Regions from separate parts of the Hordeum vulgare genome. Here region 2 is linked to region 1. A link is a contact called in public Hi-C data. All regions are on one chromosome and are shown on one strand. Each heading gives the region's core, a stretch centred on a gene start, on an enhancer-like site or on the middle of the called end of the contact. The rest is flanking DNA. Distances are from core to core; before and after follow the strand shown.

Region 1 (2,700 bases), core at 111-2,610:
TATATATAGGAATGGAGGAAGTGGATGGATCTGATTATATTTATGTCCTGACCATGCTGCTAGCGAAACCTTGCCACATCGCCGGTTACAATGTTTCATTTTGGCCGTGAAGTAAATTTGCCTGGTTTCAAGAGTCTAAAGTCAAAGATGCGTGACACATATTCCGGGATACAGACTATAGCATAGAATCAACCAACCGTTCCTGGAAAAATGAATTTATTATCGTTGGTTGCAATTTAAAAAATAATAATAATAAGATAACGAAACAGTCAAGAGACATTGCTGACCATTCCAAAACCAAGTAAACACATGGCACCCTAGAAGTACCATGACTTCGTATGGAAATTTACTTTGGCACATGGGAGCATATGCTCCTGCCACACCTAAAAACATGTTAAAATATCAAAAAATGCTGAACAAAAATTTGGCGCGTACAACTCGATATTCTATGTGCGTATGTTAAGTTTTGTGGAAGATCGATTTTTTTGTATGCCCTCCATAAAAATGATAAAAAGATGCCGCAAAAAGCACTTTGAAACATCAAAAATGGCCTTTTTTCACACGCGACACAAAAGTTGCCGATTTTTCCGAACCAACTTTATGATTATCTATAATGTAGAGATATACGTGCCAGACTACATTTCAAAATTTTATGACATTTTAAAATATGTTTAAAGCACGTTTTGATAACAATGCTCCTCGGTGACAAAACGCCCCTCTCAACTTCGTATGGCTTATACGAGTATTTCTGTGAATATGACCATAAGATTTGAGTACCATGATTAGCATGATACTGGAAAGGGTAGCAAAGATACTTTTTTTCCCTAAAACAATATCAAGGGTACTTTGAGTGAACGAAAAAAGGGAAGACAAAAACAGCAAAGAAACTTTTGATGTAACCATACGGCGGTACCAACTGGAACCGATCCAAGAGATGACGAAGTTTTATGCCCGTTTTCCTCAAAATGATCTGGCGCTAGCTAATCTACGAGCTCGTACGCCATAACATGCGGATCAATATCGTGACTGGGCTTCACATGACGGCGGTGGAGCAGGAGCACCGGAGTACGTAGGGGGGGTGATTACCCAAATGCCCTATGCATGGTTTGTTGCCTACGTGGACCCTCAGGTCATCAAGGATACACCCCCTCCCATATATATATCCATATATTTAACATATCGTGACTGGATCTCACATGTGCTGCGGGTGTCCTCACATTATTCAATCCATGAATAATGCAGCTCGTCGATCCCCATAGCAATCGATCTTGTGCGTTGAAATCCTTGTTGGAGCACCTGCACTGCGCTGCTCCGTTGACGTACCCCTATCCCGCCCGTATAAATACCCCCACACTCTCATCCTTCTCCCCACACAACCAGTGAGCAGCCAAGATAAGCTAGCGGCAAACGCACAAAAGCGCGCCCGCGAACCGTGCGAATGGCTGACACGGCCGCCGCCCCGCTCCTGACAAGCCACAAAACAAGGCCGGCCAAGGCACCGTCGATCGATGACACCATCGAGACGTACATGGGCGCCACCGGCGCCCTGCAGCTCCTCAAGGCCGTGTTGCTGGCCTTCGCGTGGGCCTTCGACGCGCAGCAGGTGTTCATCTCGGTGTTCACCGACGCCGAGCCTCGGTGGCACTGCACCGGCGCCGACGCGTCCTGCTCGGCTGCCACGGCATCGCCGTGCGCGCTCCCGTCCGGCGCGTGGGCGTGGGACCGCCCGGCCGTGACGTCGGTGATCTCGGAGTGGTCGCTCAAGTGCGCCGGCCCGGCGCTCGTCTCCCTCCCGGCATCCTCGTTCTTCGCCGGCTGCCTCGCCGGCGGCTTCCTCCTCACGACGCTCGCCGACTCGCTCCTGGGCCGCAGGAAGATGCTGCTCGTGTCCATTGTGTCCATGTCCGTCGCTGGCGTGCTCACCGCGTTCTCGCCGAACGTGTGGGTGTACGCCGCCCTGCGTTTCATGTCCGGGTTCGGCAGGTCCATGGTTGGCACGTGCACGCTGGTCCTCTCCACGGAGCTCGTCGGCAAGAGGTGGCGCGACACGGTGTGCGTGGCGGGGTTCTTCTGCTTCACCCTCGGGTTCCTGTCGCTCCCGGCGCTCGCCTACACGTTCCGGGAGGAATCGTGGCGGAACATGTATCTGTGGACGTCCGTGCCTTCCCTCTGCTACTCCATCCTATTCTACTTCCTCGTCCAGGAGTCGCCACGATGGCTTCTGGTGCGCGGCCGGAAGCAGGACGCCATCGAGACGCTGCAGCAGATCGCCTCGCTCAACGGCAACAGCATCACGTCCAGCTTCTCCATGCTGCACGCCTGCACCATGAACAATGACACGGCGGGGGAGAGCAGCGGTGACAGCGTGTTCGCCACGCTGCACTCCATGTGGGAGCGCCCGTGGGCGCTCCGGAGGCTAGCGGCGATCATGACGGCCAGCTTCGGCGTCGGCATGGTCTACTACGGCATGCCGCTCAACGTCGGCAACCTGGGGTCCAACCTCTACCTGAGCGTCACGTACAACGCGCTGGCCGAGCTGCCGTCGTCCATCCTCTCGTGGCTCCTGATGGGCAGGATCAACCGTCGGAGCTCGGTGATCGGGCTCACAGGGGCGGCGGGGGTGTGGAGCCTCGCGTGCGTCATCATCCCGCAGGGCGGCGCGCGGATGGCCGCCGAGCTGCTCTCCTTCTTCGCGACGTG
Region 2 (2,700 bases), core at 200-2,699, 42 kb before region 1:
GTCGGCATAAAGAAAGGATGATGATGAGTGGTGTTCATCATTAAAAAAATGGAGAGGTGTGGTCCAGTAAGTTGCGTCACTCGAGGTCACCGTCATAACGAGATGAAGAGATGATCGTGCGTATGTTTCTCGTGTAAAGAGTTGGATGTTTCAATTACAAAGTGATTGGTAGATAATCCAAACATATTAAAGTTTTAGTTAGCAAGTTTTTATTAAACAACTTACCGGTTAATTAGTTTTGATAAGTTTGATTAGAACAGAAAGAGTGTGTCGGAGTCGTTTCTAGTTGTGTTTGCTTCTATGGCTGTGTACATATATACACATGCATAGTGTTTTAAGTTTGTATGAAGAGAAAAAGAGAAAACCAATAAAGAGGAAAATAAAGACACAACAAGGATCCTTGATAAAAATGTTTATCGCATGTGTTTATGATATTTTGATGTGATCGATGCTGTGACGAAAAGCCAACAATCTTTTCTGATTCTTTTTCCTTATTAGAAAGCGGTGGCATCACAATCGAGTACTCCCTCCATTCCTAAATATAAGTCTTTTTAGAAATTCTACTAGTAGACTACATACGGATGTATATAGATATATTTTAAAGTATAGATTTACTTATTTTGCTTTGTATGTAGACTCCTATTCAAATCGAATATCTTAAAAGACTTATATTTAGGAACGGGGGGAGTAGTTGGAAAGGCTAACGTTACTGCATGAGAGACAGTCTTGTGGAGGAAAAATTAGCATCATGGAGTGAGGAACCAGCAAGTGCAGGATGCGGGACGCAAGCGGCCGGGCTAAATAACCTCATCCCTAAACGTATGTTGATGCAGCAAGACATGATCACTTTTTATGTTAAGGGAAACGTACACACGCCAACACGTTAAGCAGACAAAAGAGCTAGCTCTCCAGGAAAGCGTCCCGTCGGCAGAGAAGCAAGCAGCTCGTCCGTCCATCCCTCCCGCTGCTCTCCAGACTCCAGGTCGAGGATAAGCGAAACGCACGATTCCAGGCCAAAATAATGCGCTATACCACGAAACCGACGAACCATCACACCACCCCCGTAAGCATATCATGTGTCATCGTCTCGGCAGAGACTAGCAGACCCAGAGCTCCTCCCGCTTCCGTGATAACGAAGACGACGGGCAACGAACGCTCCGGCGAGCATGCACGACGCCTGCGTGCGTGGCCTGGCGATCAATCATGCGTGCATGACAAACTCGGCGGACATGACGCCACACGAACCATACACCCCGATGGCGTGACCCGCGGCTAGCCAGCCGGCGACGAGTAAGCCGGGGTCGGGTCCTCGAAGCCGGTCCGCTCGAAAACCGCAACAGAGGAGTGGTCTCCTCCGGTTGCTGGCGCCGGTCGAGATTGCTGTTGACGCGGCAGTGCAGATCGGGCGGACCACATCACATAATGCAGGCGATAATCTCACGCACGTACGGTGGGTTGAGCGGGACCCCTCGCTAGTTGGAGGACCCCACCTGCCGTAGATCGGGAGGATGCTATTGGATAACGACTCAGTTTTTTTTTTAATTGCCACGTGGGACGTAAAGCATTATCACTGTTCAATTAGCTCGATCGTGTTGTAATCTAAACAAGAGAGATGTAAAATGAATCAACTGTCTGTATTATTCCTTAATGATGAACACTTATATGTCAGGGGAAAGGCGGTTCCTGGAGGCGACGCTCCAGGAAGGATATGTCGGTTCCGCATCGTGGGAGAGATCCACGTGCGGTTACAAGTAGAGATTACTTAATTAATTACATAATTAATTAAATTCTAACACTCCCCCTAATCTATACTTGTCCTTGAGCGTGTTCATCATCTTGAAATTGTCTCCTCCAAAAACCCTGTGGGAAAAATATAAGGAGTGGTGTAGTATATGCAGCTAAAACTCCTTCAAACCCTGTGGGAAAATAAGAAGAAAATGATACCGCATATAATGATTATTGCCTCCGTCAACTCTATATGAAATGTATCCATAGAATAAGAGGGCAATAAATATGTCGTATATACTTTCCTAAAAACCCCGGTGGGGAAAACAGATAGTATGACATATGATCTTATGTTGATATTACCTCATTAAAAACCTTGATGAGAACCTCTAAAGTAAACTCAGAAAGGGAAAAAGAGTGTAATATGAGGCTTTGAACAGGAACAGTTCAGGAAGATACCCCCCCTGACTCTTGCAAATCTTGGAGCCGTCGCATACCAATTCCATGAAGGTATTTCTGGAATGTTGAAGCTGGTAGAGACTTTGTGAAAAGATCAGCAAGATTATCACATGACTTGACTTGCAAGATGTTGATTTCACCACTTTTCTGGAGTTCATGGGGATAAAACAACTTAGGGGCAATATGCTTAGTGATATTGCTCTTTATGTATCATGTTTGCATCTGTGCAACACAAGCCGCATTATCTTCATAGATAATGGTAGGTGATTCGATAGAACCAATTCCACATGACTGTTGTATGTGGTTTATCATTCTGCGAAGCCACATGCATTCACGCGATGCCTCATATAAAGCAATTATTTCAGAATGATTGGTAGATGTTGCAACTAGGGTCTGTTTCGAAGACTTCCATGATATAGCAGTTCCACCATGTAGGAACACAAAGCCGGTCTGCGATCTAGCATTATGGGGATCAGATAAATATCCAGCATCTGTATATCCAATTATACCAGAGTA

Evidence for each region. A called contact is a pair of places that touch in the nucleus more often than the background predicts.
Region 2: a Hi-C map of seedling shows a contact between it and region 1, with 4 times the contacts expected there. The contact joins the enhancer-like site here to the promoter of LOC123429856 in region 1. A contact is called at or near these places in 3 of 6 Hi-C or Micro-C datasets (leaf and seedling).

Annotation. Positions count from the first base shown.
Region 1 is chr2H:167,534,410-167,537,109 of MorexV3_pseudomolecules_assembly, reverse strand. It overlaps LOC123429856 (organic cation/carnitine transporter 2-like), which reads left to right and starts at 1,360. Exons shown (of 1, transcript XM_045113831.1): 1 at 1,360-2,700. The coding sequence starts at 1,439.
Region 2 is chr2H:167,576,055-167,578,754 of MorexV3_pseudomolecules_assembly, reverse strand. No RefSeq gene overlaps it. Among protein-coding and RNA genes, the nearest start is that of LOC123429856, 42 kb to the right of the region's middle. Within about 2 kb of position 1,449, at least 3 of the 3 cell types and tissues checked have open chromatin away from gene starts, as enhancers often do. A contact at or near this core is called in leaf and seedling, where this site is marked.